Linked DNA regions of Zea mays: region 1 is linked to region 2. The links are chromatin contacts, called in public Hi-C maps. All regions are on one chromosome and are shown on one strand. Each heading gives the region's core, a stretch centred on a gene start, on an enhancer-like site or on the middle of the called end of the contact. The rest is flanking DNA. Distances are from core to core; before and after follow the strand shown. Region 1 holds the start of LOC100274583 (DUF1677 family protein). Region 2 holds the start of LOC109942745 (a long non-coding RNA gene).

Region 1 (6,841 bases), core at 3,752-6,251, 670 kb after region 2:
TTGATACAGGAAATAGTTCAATTGTTATCTTTTTTATTTGTTGGATAAAATAAAACGCATGGCAAAAAACCATCATGACAAATAAAAAGCACGAGCATTCCGTCTTGACAGAGGGACTAGAGAAGCCAGGTAATCAGTTGTTGTGTCTAACACCTAGGGACATCAACAAGCGCGAAGATAACTATGTGAAACGTGTTGCTAACACACAGTTGAGGACTGGAGGGACACATCTCTAGGACATTGGAGACACATATGGAGTATGCTCTATGTGAAGGTTTGGTGGTTGAGCCTCAAAACCACCCATCAACATTTTCACGAGTTTGGCCTCACCGCGCTTCCGGAGGGAATCAAAGGCAGCACGTGGATCCATCATGGAGGGTGTGTAAATGTGAAGCAACTTTATAAGGAAGCATGGCCATTCGATCAAGAAATTAATAGTTGGTCCATTTTACCATAGATGAGTGGATAAGTTCTATGTATCTACAGATAGTTTAGGAATATGAAACTTCCTCTATAAATAAGGAAGGGCTACACCAACCAACTACTTCTCTAGCTTATGTTTTCTTATTTGTTAGGAGATCCCTAGGAGCTTTGGCTTGTTGCTTCTATGTACTTTTTTTTGAAAGTTTGGCTATAACCATACCATGATCTCTATGGTTTTACCCCTGTCCAAATGTGATTGTTTTGGTTCTTGGTTTGATTTCTCTCTTCTCGAGCTCTTTTGGCGATTCTTTGAGCCAAATCTTAAATTTGAGTTTGAGGGATTTTTGGCTGGTTCGAGACTTGCAATACCTTCCAAGAATCATAGCCACCAATAGATATGGGTTGATTCATCTCCATCTTATTTCTTATTACTTAGGGCAACACAACTCCACTGATGCTGCTATTGTTTGTGGTGTGGCTTTAGGTTGTCAGGCAATGGGGGTCTTTGTGAGCGGTTTCTTTGACGTGATTGTTGTGTGGTCATATTTTATAGCAAAAAGTCCAAATTACTCCTCTCACCTATGGACAATGTTCAAATAACCCCCTAAAGTATTTTTAGTTCATTTTACCCATCCACTCCTTTGAGTTGGTTCACTTTATCCCTTAACAAAATTTGTCATTTTTATTTCTTTATGTAGAAATTGAGTTTTCAGTTCAAATTTTTGTTAGTTAACAGACAATAGCATAATTAACCTAGAAAATATATTATGATTTTTTATAATTGTTTTGATAGGTTAGAGATTAGATAAGATACTAACTTTAACAATACCAAACTAAATATGAAATAATGATAAAAAAAATTCTTAACATATTTTCTAACATAAGTTAAGATGTTCTCGATCAACTCAGAAAATATGAACTTCAATTCCAACTTAAACATGAAGAAACAGAAAAGACAAATTTTGTTAAGGGGTAAACTAAACCAACTCAAAGGAATGGAGGGGTAAAATGAACCAAAAAATACTTTAAGAGATTATGTGAATATTTGTTCATATGTGAGGGGAGTAATTTGAACTTTTTCCTATTTTCTATGCGTAGTCGTAGTTATGTGTTCTTTTTCTGTATTTAACCCTATGTATTAATATGGAGACTGGTCCCTTAGAAACAGCAGAAAGCTGGTAAAGTTGTAAAGATCTAAAGCTACTATACATCATGTCCTGATCAAGGTTATTATGTTGCAGGTGACCTTATAAATTATGAGTTATTGTGCCCAAGGAGAGATAGATTGTTTACTTAGGGTATGTTTGGTTTGAGGAATGAAGTGGTTCATCTTCTTCTCACTTCTCACTTTTTTATTTGGTTTGTGGAATAAAATGAGTTGATTTATCGCTACCTCATTTCTCATAAACTAATAATTAGTATGTATACGAGGAATGAGTTGATTTCACCAAAATTTATAGAATAAACTCATGATACATTATCTCATGAAGTACAAGGTAACTCCACAAATCAAATACACCATTAATGAATGCCCTGATTAGCTTAAATTTATAAGGTAACTTGGCAAGTTGCCACAACATGATATTTCAGCGCAGCTCCAGTTATATATGCACATCAATGGTTGCTTTTTCTTATTTTGAGGAAAACAACACTTGTGAACAATATAATGATCACGGGCTTTATTTTTGGTTTGTGCAATTTAGAAACATAGCACATCTGGAACACCCTTAGTACATTCAGATTAATGGCTTATTGCCATAACACAGTTTGTGTTCCTTACATCAATCAACCAGTAAATGACATAGTAAGCTACCAACCGTTGCTTTCTCCACGCCAGGAAAAGAACACTTGTGCACAATGATCACTGGCTTCTTTTTTTATAATTATGACCAACCATGGCATACTTTGGAACATTCCAGGCTCCCTGCAAAAAAAATCAGATTAATGGCTTGATTGCTAGTATACAACGACACCTTTTGCGAAAAAAAATGTACTACATCACAATACTGCTACTGTGTATATACCCATGACCAAGGCAGCACTAAAATCCTAAACAAACAGCTCACGTCATCATAAGAAAGATGTCCAGTGCGATCGGCGCATTAGCTCACACTTTGATGCATATACTAATTAATCTAGATATCAAAACCTGACAAATGAGCCGCCAGATCACCATAATATGTTCCTTTGTTTTTTTCCTGGAAATTAGATGCAGGTCATCATGAGAGGCGAATATGCCAGGAACACTATACGCAGGAAAGATCTATGGATGGTAGCATCGAAAGGTACACATATACTGGTTCTAATCCAGTGGTCCAGATTCCTGATGGAACGAGCCTATAAAAAACAAGAACTCGTACGAAATTTTTGTTTTAAATTCGGGGAAAGACGATGATAATTGGTGGCCACATCATGGTCTCCACGCCATCGGTGCACTGGTCTAGTGCTCCATTGAGAAGCGATCGATGATTACGTCGCGCATGGACGATTCGATCGGCTTCGCCAACGCTATCACCGAGTCTGACCGCCAGCGCTCTGCGCTGAAAGGACAGCAACGGAAGCGCCGAACCATTTCGGCACCAAACAAATTCCGAATCGATTGCTGGCGTTGCATGAAATTCTGAAGGGAACTAATGCGTGCCCACAGCGAGACCTAGGATTAACTCAAAATTTTGTAAATTTCGAAAACACGGCGACAAAATTAGACCATAGGATCCGACAGTTTGTCAATTGCCTGTACGTGACAATGACAGCTGTTTGAATGTTTGTTCGTAGGACGCTGATGGAGTGTTTGAATAAATTAGAGCTAATAATTAATTGGCTAAAAAATTATTAGTAGAATTAGATAGAGCTAACTAGTAGCAACTAATAGCTGAAACATTAGCTAGAGTGTTTAGATGTCTCTAGCTAATTTTATCCACTAACTATTAGATGTAGTGCATTCAAACAAACCTAAATCCACGCTAAAATCACAGGAGGATTCTTCATGTCGGACGCGCGACGGAACAAAAAAATTGCGGAAGAAACCATGGATCCTGATTGGGCTCAACTTGGCGCACGTGAAGATGAGCATCGCATTGACAGCCATGCATGATTGGTACTCGCTCCATTGAGCTCAACAAAATCATCGAAGATTAGCATCTCCTTGAACCAATCAACAACCATAGTTCAACATCAAGAGTGGTTAATCTCCCATTTGTTAGACAGACGTGTTTTGGTGGAACCTTAATAGGAATCAGCAAAGACTTATTTTTAAAAAAAAAACTCTCTGAAAACTAAAGGTACCACTGAAAATTTTCTCGCGTACTCGGAAAAGAGGGTCACTCTTACTGAAAACAACTTAGCTCAAAGAAATTGCAAGCAAGTAGCGAGTGTTGTGTTGCCCCCATCTAGAACCTGTTCTTTGGCTGCCAGTCACTTTGCAATTTTTATTTAGAATTCGGTGTTATTCCTGTTTAGAATCGACCACCCCTAGCATTCTTAAATCATAAATATACAGATTGGATGAATTTCAACTAAGGCCATGTTCCAATCTCGCGAGATAAACTTTAGCAGCTTTTTTTTAGCTACTTTTAGCCATTTGTAATCTAAACAGGAGAGCTAATGGTGGTAATTGAAACTAAACTTTAGCACTTCAATTCATATAGCTAAAGTTTAGCAGAAAGCTAAAGTTTATCCTGTGAGATTGAAACGGGGCCTAAATGACATGAAAGATGGGATTCTCCCATCTTGTAGCTTTTATATATACTTCAAATCTCTCACAACCCTCTTTCTCCAAAATTTCTGATGTTCCACATCTCCTAGGGCGTGTACAAGGGTTGGAGAAATTTCAGCGTTCATGTCCGAATTTAAGCATACAAATATTGAGAACTAATCAAAATGCAAATTACGAAAAGAGGACTAGCAGAGTAGCTAGCTAGCGCCGCCTGCAAGAACAAATCTTCGATCCGTCCCATTCAAATTCAGGCAGGCGGTCAAGAGGCTTCCTGGAACTCCACCACCACCACGGCTTTTTCCTCCTTGCCGCCCGCGTCGGCGCCGCGGAGCAGCCGCCGCACCGCGGCGATGAGCCGCTCGGCCGCGGCCGGCGTCCGGCGCCCGCCGAGCGCGTGGCAGAAGGCGGCGTGCCCCGCGATCGCTGCCTCGAGCTCCAGCACCGAGCCGCCCCCGGCGGCGACCTCCTCGCCCACGGCGTCGCCGCAGAGCCCGCACAGCCAGCGCCCGCCGTACCGCGCGCGCACGCCGGCCGCGTACGCCGGCGTGCACTCCTCCCTGAGCCCGCAGCAGGCGCACACCTCCCACTCCTCCGCCTCGGCCACGGCCACGACGGCCGGCGCCACCTCCTGCTCGGCCGCCACGGACATCGGGGAGAAGTCCAGAGAGAGATTCCGCCGCCGCAGTACGGCTGAAGGCAAGGGAATAAGAACTTCTCTTCCACGAATTATTCGAATCCGTCAAGGCAAGGGCGGCGGCGAGGAGGTGTTACTCGGCGGTGGTGAGGGCATGGGGGAGGGGCGGTGGATGGAGCGGCGGCTCGTCCATGGTGGAGGTCTGGAGGAGGTGGAGAGCAGGGCAGCGGAGCTGCGATTGGTGGAGCTGATCGCTCTGGCCTCTGGGTGTGCGGCTTTTGTATTCGAGGAAACGGGGGGTCAGTGCGGCCAGCAGCGTCGGTAAAAATGGCGGGAGGACGGAGGGGGCTGTGCCGCTGTGGCGTGGTGCCGTGGTGAGGTGGTTTGTGTGGGGCCCGCATCGCAAATGATTGAGGTAGGAATCGCTTCGGCATCCGGGGTTTGATGAAACATCGGCTGCTGAGCTGGCAGCGACAGCTATGCTTATTTTGTTATTAGTTGTTAAATTGATGCAGGTCCCCCAAAATTTGAACTAAACATTGATGTTACTCCCTCGTTCTTATAGCCATTTTTTTAATCTTTGGCAGATACTTCTTTTGTCTCAAATTAAAATTCGTTTTAGTCTTTTATTAAATTCATACAATAATTGATGGATGTGTTTTTGTATATATTTATGTCTAGATTTATCATCAAATATTTAAATATAGACATAAAAACTAAGAGCTAAAACAAATATTAATTTAGAACAGATGGGGTGTATTTTCATTATATATTTAAGTATACCTTATGTATAGTTAAAGAATAATGTATGCATGGAACGTTAAGTTTCGACTATGTTCTAGGCTTAACAGTCATTCTCCGAGAATGCAAAATGATCTACTTGCTTATTTGGAGTTATAGCGATGAAGCCAAATGTGCCACTTTTTCGTAATACTATTAGGCATGTTTGGCACCGCGGTATTATTGTGGTTTTGATAAGATAATGTAATATTTGAGGAAACTAATAGGGTGTTTGGTTTAAGGAATCACTATATCCAAATTGAGGTGGTGCATCATGGGTTCATTCCTCAAATTTGGTGGGATGATCCCATTCCTCATATTAATACTAACTAACTAACTATGGGAAATGAGGTGGTGATGGATCAACTCATTCCATTCCATAAACCAAACAAAAAAATTGAGGAGTGAGAAGATGATGAACTAACACATTCCTCCAACCAAACACCCTATAAGTTATTGAAAGACACGAGGGTTTTGGTTGGATTTTGCATACTGCAGTTTTTAATATTACAATATCCTCAAAATTGTAGTAATTTTAGAGTTTTAGAAACTGGAATCACGACCAAAGTTTTGTCTCAGTCGTTGCCATTGGGGTTGCTCACTTTGTGGACGAATCTGACAGCGACAGAATGTGCAGCAGCCGCTGGCCCTTAGATAGGATTGTAACCAAACAGTCCACAATTTCAAGAAATACTACGGTCAGGGACGAAGCACTCGGTATGGCTCACGCGCATACCTTAGCCTGGTCGAGATCGCCATTCACCTGGACACCTGATCATCTTCTCCGTCGTCATTCACAACCCTCACACGCACAGTCGTTGTCATGTGCAACGCGCATTGCGGAGCTGCCACTTGCTCGCGGGCTATAGGCCATCTCCGCGACTTAGGACTATCTAGCTCCGCCCTCAGTGCCCTTCTCCGCTCTGGCAACTAGTGTGGTGCTCCATGCTCTCCAGCTAGTGTGGTGTGCAACCGTGAGCCATGGTCGTGCCTTCATCACGTCAGTGTCATCGTGCGGCCTGCGGACTGTGATTAATGTGTGGTGTGCCAATGCCCAGGTCCCTTGCCCGCTTCCCTTCTCCAACACCAACAACAATCCAAGGCTCCAAGCGTGAAGAGTCCAGGTCAGCTCTACCTGACCGGACAACCTCCGTTCTCGCCTGTGCGGCCGCCCAGTGCCCTCCTATCCTCCCTGCACCTCACTTCCCCTCTCAAGCAATCATGTGTCTAGGGATACTCTCCACTGCCATACATTGTATTTTCGTTCCGCTCTGCCACTGACTACGGTT
Region 2 (7,397 bases), core at 1,385-3,884:
AAGGTATCTTACTGTGGATACAAGTTTGTTTTCATGGACTTGGAAACAATGAGGTGGTGAGAAAGCATGGCTAGTAGCAACTGGGTTTATACGCAAACCCAAGCATTATTTTAATGATATAAATTCTCCTCTACTGTGAGTAGTTAAATTCCGATACAATAATATGGGCAGTAAATCATCTATCTGTGCAGTTGATAGATGTAGTGACAACATGTGCATATGTGGTCACTGAATTATGGTATTTATGGAGTCTTGAAGGATTCCAAATACATAATAACCAATCACAAATTTGCAATGCTTAGAAAGTCTTTGTGACTTAGAGCATTCAGATCAAATATGGTACATTCGACCTAGTGAATCCTTCCTTCCGAAGGGATACACAAAGAATGGTATGTTTAGCGTAAATATGTGCAACATATTTCTAAACATACATTACTTATCGACGGAGTTCGAGATAGAGGATATGAATTGAAAGAGAATTTCAATTCAAAGTAAACTATCTTGAGTATCTTGGATACAAAAATTGTCTATATCCAACGTATATTGAAGAAATTCAATATAATGGAATCATAGTCATTTGATTCTTTCAGATCATGAGATGTGCTATTGTATCTTGCAAGAGCATCCGGCCGGATATTGCTTTGCAATGATTTGCTAGCTAACAGGACATGAGATCGAGTTATGATCTCCAGGTGTACTCATGCTCTCCTTATGTTTGGATATATTGATCTTGGATATCTATAGAAGATCCCCAGGTACAAGATCAATGACATACTTCTGGTAAGTTGGACCTACTGTTTGATAAATGTTAATCAACAGAGATTAATGGTCACTTACACTAATCATTCTATAGTACACTTCATGGGATTGTACAGAATGATATACTACATACAGAGGGTATGTGGTGGTCATGATTTTATATCAGTGACCTTATTATCTATGAAGATAATATTACTTTGTGTTGTTTAGATGAAAAACAAGTTACCAACTAAGTCTCTAACTTACTCCACATTTTAAATGTGTTTGTGAGTATGTATGGGATGACTTAGTGTTTTGTAAAGATCAGGGGGAGTTTCCCTCTTGATTGAAAGAACTTGTTTATACATCATGTTGCACTCTTTTCTTTGCATGAGTTTTCACCTATTTGGGTTTCTCATTCAAAGTTTTTAACGAGGCAACATCAACACAAGGCCTATGTCGTATCATCTATTTTTCCCGTAGAGGTTTTCGAGGATGATACATTATGGTATAGTTATTGTTGTATTTGAACTAGGATATGAGTTTATCTCCCTAGAGTTCAAATGGACCAACAATAGAGTATGACTACTCTCCTTATTTTTCCCACTGGGTTTTTAAGGAGACTCAGCTGATATGTTGATTTCTCAGATTTTCTGGCAAGATTATCTTGGAGAAATATTAGCCTGAGTTATATGTCTCATCATTTATTTTCCCCACTGGGGTTTTTGAGATGATGGCTATAGACATATTATTGTTCTTTGGGCTAGAGGTCCATTGGAGAACAACGTACCATGATTCGATTGAATCACTGACCATTATCCATAAGGATAATTGAGCTTGTGTTGTTCAGATGGAAACAGGAAAATGAAAATATTAACATCTTGCAAACAAAGTCTTGTGATAATCTTGCTGATCTATTCACAAAATCTCTACCATACTCAACGTTTCAGAAATGTGTTGAGGTGATTGGTATGAGAAGACTTAAGTGCTTGCAAGAATCAGGGGGAGTAATTCTCCATGATATTTGACCTGTTTTGATCCATCATATTACACTCTTTTCTTTGTATGAGTTTTGCCTTGTTAAGGTTTTCTCATCCAAAGTTTTTAATGAGGTAATATCAACTAAGCTATATGCTTCATCATTAATTTTCCCCACGGGGGTTTTTAAGAATGATGATTACAGGCATATTTTCTTTTGGAGGTCAGTGTGAGTTCTACTCATAATCCAAAAGACATTGTGTACTCCTTATTTTTTCCCACAGGGTTTTTGAGGAGATAATATATTGGAAGACAACTTACAGATGATCAAATGGATTTGGATTGATCAAGGGGGAGTGTTACAAATTATTGTATTTGTGATCAATCCAAGGGGTGCGACAGATAATTCCCAAGGGACACACCCCTTGTGAACTCACCCCTTCATATGTATATAAACATAACCCCTGCTGCAATAAAGAAAGAACTGTCAATTCCTTTCTACTCTCTGTGTCTCGTTTACACTTATTCCAACAGCATGCATGTCATGTGCAACAAGGCACGGCTTTCCATACCGCCACGCCGCTCTTTTTGTTTTTACATGGGCAAACAAAGGAGACGGTCTCAGGCCAAGCCACGCTCGTTTGTATCCTTTCACTCCATCTGCACTGCCGTGTAGCTACTGCATGCATGTATGTAGCTCAGCAGACCGAAGACAAAAAGAAGACACCGACCGAGTTTATATCTCATCTCTGTAACTGATTACTAGTACGACGAGCGAGCAAGCGACGAAACACAGGGCGACCACTCTACCAGTAGATGAGCTCAATGAGTGCTCCAGCGCGCCCGCGTACCCTCGACACGACAGGAAGCTGTAGCGTCGTGTCCGAAAACGCGCGTATTACTCGGCTCGTCCTCTGGCTGCCCGGTGCGCGCGGCAGCATCCAGTCCAGGGACCCTCTCCTTGTCCGGACCGATCGGCCAGTGTGTGCCGAGGCAAAGCGGAAAAGCGAAGGCGGCAACGGCACCGGCAGCGTCTGCTGGGACGTCACGTTGCTGTGCCTGCCGCGGGAGGCGTTGCCGCAGGCCGAAGGGATAGCTACACCCCACACACGCGCGCACACATATCTCGGCCAGGCCAGCCATCGCGGCAGGCTTTCGCTTTTGGCGCGGTCGGCCAGCGCCGCGGCAGCCGCATCAGAGGCGCAGCTGGAGCCTGTGAGATCTATCGCTGCTCCTGTTGCCCGCCTGCTGCTTGCGTTTGATCGGACGAGGCACACAACGCCCCCATCTGCCTGGCAGCTGATCCGTTGCACGGGTGGCGAATAATCTGTTCTCTTTCGCGCCTGGCCTGTCTTGTGACGCACGCACGCACGCACGCCTTGGCCGCGCGACCGAAAGCGGGTGCGCGTGTGCCGTGCACCGCTGGCCGCGGGGATTAACAACTAGGACTAGTGGTAAAGAGGTTGGAAAGGGGTGGGATTTGGAAGGGTCGCGCGCGGTGGCAGCATGGGGTGTGCAGTGCTAGAGGAAAGATGGCGTGGCCTTGGAGACGTTATTACGGAAGGATGTGTTTGATTCTAGGAATCACTCTATATAACATTAGTTAGTGTATTATGAGTCCATTTCTTAAATTTGTTGGGACGAGCATATTTCTTATGTTAGTATTAACTAACTAATTATGAGAAATAATGTGGTGATGGATTAATTTATTTTAATTCACAAATCAAACAAAAAAGTGAGAAGTTGATGCACTAACTTATTCTTCAAACCATACACCCTCCCTGTCTGCGCCAGATTGATCCCTCCAGGCCAGGCCTCTCTTTGGCGAGCTCTAGGGTGGTCCATGTCCATGGAGGGTGGTTGCCCTCGTTCTGGGTTGCTTCTCTCGTCGACTGCTTGATTGGTTTTTGTTTTCTGCTATGCCTATGATTAGGCTTATTAGGCCAGGTCCGTATAGCAGGGTGGTTGCGGTTACCATGGCTGCTGCTCTCAGTTGGTTAACGTAGCATTATATCGGGGTCATGTCGCCGATCACTGCCCACTCTCTCTCTACTTTTCTCCTACAGCTACAGTACGACTGACGAAGGCGACATGCATGGACCGTTGTTTTCTTGCCGCCGTTACGCGCGTGCGCTTTCAGGAGCCGGCTCATCACTTGTCTCGTCGAAAGAGAACCTGGCCGGTCTGTTTGGACGGGGTTGGCTGGCACTGACATCGAAGACCCAACTCAGCCCCTCCACTCGCATCCCGTGTCCATCGGCCGGAGATCAAACTCCACACGGCGCTCTGCTTCCATTCCATGATCGTCGAACGGACACGAACGTGCGATGGAACCGAGAGCGAAAAAAAGACGGCCACCATTATTATACTGCCGCGGAAAGGCCGCGAGGGAAGAGGGATGGATCGGCCGTCTCTCATCTCATCTCTCCAGCCAGAAAAGCGCGCATTATGTTTGCTGCGACGAGATCATCGCCGGCCTGAATATCGACCCAGGTCTTGTCTCCCGATACGATCAGAGATTCCTTCCTTCCACAGCCACAGGCATCAGCAGCCGTGCGTACGTGCAGGCGCTAGCTAGTGGTTGACGGCAACGGATCATGCATGATCGATCTCCCCAAGTTTTCTTCGGTGCGTGGGGCGCGGGCGCGGGCGCGCGACCGGGTCGTTGCGCGCTGGTGGATATCCGTCGGCCAGCTGATTGCGACTGGATCGTTTCCTGGCCGGCCTAGTAGTGGACACTAAACCCGGCTCCGCTTTTTTCTTGCTCATTAGGGTCCGGTGGATGGATCGACGACGCAGTGCTAGTGCTACATAGAGATGGCAATGGGTACCCGCGACCCGATACCCGATGGGTATTTACTCCATTAGAGGCTAAATATTCTACCCGTGGGTCTGTTATTGGGCAAAAATCTTCACCCAATGGGTAAACGGGTATTAGAACGTTCCGCCTTCACCCATACCCGTTAACCCGTGGGTATAAAATACCCAATATAAACTTATCTAAAGCATTAACTTGGACTTCAGTCATCCAACTTTTTTACTATTTAACAACAATTTAATGACCATGTAATGTGCTATGTAGTACTATCACAGTGTTACTACTTTATCCAATTATCTTTGGTGTGTTGAATGGATGGTTAAACGATGCTAGAAAATTTTGTAATGGTATTTATATGGATATACTTGCCATTTGTATAGTATAATATTTTGATAGTTGTTTAATTTTTGTGGGTACGGGTGACCCGATGGGTAACCCATACCCACATGGGTATGAGTATGGGGGTAAATCCATACCCGCCAGCGTATATGGGTAACCCGGTAGGGTTATTTTTGTGTCATGGGTATGAGTATGGGGTAGTAATACCCGGTGGGTATTTACCCATTGCCATCTCTAGTGCTACAGGATACATCTGTTCATCTTCTTTCCCCCCCTACGATTCGATGGATTACTGCTCGGGGTATATATAGACAGATAGACGGTCTAGCTACTATACGCGTGTGCAGCAGCTACCTGAAAACTCGATCAGCCAGCATCACGACTGTTCCCAGAAAGAAACCAAACCAGAGTGCACACAAACATTCTACCTTGGGTTTCTATCAGTACGTAGCCAAACCAAGTCAGTACAGTGGATTTCCCATGAACATGAACATGATGGACCAGCGCACAGCATCCCCCGCGGAATAATTCACCCTACATGCATTCCCGCGTGCTTTTTGTCCGCAAAGGTTGTCGATCCACAAAGCTTCGTCGTGGTCTAGACACGAATCCCCCCCCCCCCCGCTCTGCTCTGCTCTGCTGGCGCGCTCTAATCCGGTCGGGATGAAGCTGTGTGTCAGCAGCAGCAGCAGTACGTATGTAGTAGAATGAAGCCACGGCAGGGAAAAAGCCGTTCTGCTCGGATTAATCTATTTGCACCACCAAATGGTCCCTGCTGGAACAAACACGATAGGTCATCGACCAGACAAGACAGTATACAGTTAGCTGTAAAATGTGACCGCGTGTACGAGCTTTTGGTGAACAGGCAACGTGAAATGGAGAATATACTGTTACGACCGTGCCACCCACATGCAATGCATGGCTCCTCCTCCGTGGTTAACGGGTTTGCGTTGCATGCATGTGACCCCTCTGTTGTGTAAATCTCGCAAGAGAGAGTAGAAAAACGCACGGCTTGTACTAGGAGGTAGAGGGGATAGTGAGGTCACACAGATCACCGCCACATTTGGGCATCGTTCGTTCCTGTCGTCGGATTCTAAATCAAGATTGTTTTTCCTGTAACTACAGCAGAGCTGCATCACTCGACATCGTCGACAGATGCTGTCTTCAGGAGCGACCACAAAACATATTGTGCTACTAGAAAGAAAAAAAACTGAACCATGGTCAGGTGCTCAGGTGGGTGGGGGAGGCAGCATGGAAAATTCGCAGCTGATCCACGCACAGTTTTCAGACACAGACAGGGTCGATCCTATCCGACCGCCTCTAATTTTGGCGAAACCATGCAGCGTTTTGTCGTCGTCCGTCCCTCTCTCAGTCTCAGGAAGCACGAGCAGGGCTGGCTTCGTCCCAACTCCCAACGGCAGTCGGCTGCGGATACTGATTCCTTCCACCCATGGTGGGTCACCACCGCCCCGGCCGGCCACACGGTTCGGTTTCGAGATCAGAGAAAGCGAAAAGACTGGCAGGCCATGAGCGAGGCATGCATTGCACAGCCTAAAGAAAGAGCGGGGCGTGCACGCCGGAGGCAGCGGCGGAGGCGACAGAAATGGGAACGGAGAGCAGCAGGTACAGCCAGCGGTGGAGCGGATGGTGTGGCCGCTGTGGATCGGGTAGGGTAGGGTAGGACGCTTAGGAGCAGGACCACCGGCGCCGAGGGCAGCGATCCCGAGACGAGGAGAAGCAGGCGAACTCGCATGGCGGGCGCACACACGAGCGAGACTGCGAGAGAGCTCGGTCGGCCATCGATCCATCGTCTGAAATGGATCGAAAAAGGGGGGCCGGGCGGGCACGCCAGTCGTTACCAGCGCCTCTTTTGCTTCTTTCGGTCGATGCATGCCCCCGCCTCCGCCTCGGCGTCCGGTGAGATCCTTGCTTTCTTCCTCGCCGCCCTTTTCCTCTTTTTTTTTTCTGCTTTCCGCCCTTCCCGACAGACTATCCTGTGTGTGCCATGTTCTGACGAGGTTCACAAGTCCATCTGCCTCCGGAACAGCACGAGGAGAGACGCTGCTGCCTGCTGCTGGTCGGCCCGCTTACTCGCTTCTTCTCTCATCTAGCACGCTTGATCTGCTGATCATACACCAGCTTGCCATGAACTCGGAGCAAACCTAGCTTCTTTGGAGTTCCGTTCAGACGCGTTCAGCTCAACGCGACCTGAATTTTCGCATTCAGAGTCTCAGACGGATGCGTATCCGATACATGCAGCATTCAGGTAGCCCTGTTTAGGCGAGGCGAGCGAGACACGCTCGTCTTTACAGGTCCCTGCCAATGATCGCCGCACGCCGGCGTGCTGCTAAGCGCCGACGCTGGCGCGTCGTGCTTGTGGCTGTCATGTGCCCAAAGGAGGACAGGATCGTACTATGCAAGACCGAGGAAGCGAAAAAAAGGAAAACCGATCGGCTGAACGGGGAAGCAGCAGATCCGAGGAACCAGAGCAGGAACAGCATCATTGCCATCAAAATGCGTGTGA

What was found. Hi-C and Micro-C count contacts between places; a contact is called where the count stands out from the background.
Region 1: a Hi-C map of tassel shows a contact between it and region 2, with 2.9 times the contacts expected there. The contact joins the promoter of LOC100274583 here to the enhancer-like site in region 2. A contact is called at or near these places in 2 of 25 Hi-C or Micro-C datasets (endosperm and tassel).

Annotation. Positions count from the first base shown.
Region 1 is chr1:16,851,680-16,858,520 of Zm-B73-REFERENCE-NAM-5.0, forward strand. It overlaps LOC100274583 (DUF1677 family protein), which reads right to left and starts at 5,002. Exons shown (of 1, transcript NM_001148936.1): 1 at 4,127-5,002. The coding sequence starts at 4,787. The coding sequence ends at 4,398.
Region 2 is chr1:16,188,582-16,195,978 of Zm-B73-REFERENCE-NAM-5.0, forward strand. LOC109942745 (a long non-coding RNA gene) reads left to right here and starts at 6,243. Exons shown (of 2, transcript XR_002265495.1): 1 at 6,243-7,397. Within about 2 kb of position 2,635, at least 19 of the 20 cell types and tissues checked have an H3K27ac peak or open chromatin away from gene starts, as enhancers often do. A contact at or near this core is called in endosperm and tassel, where this site is marked.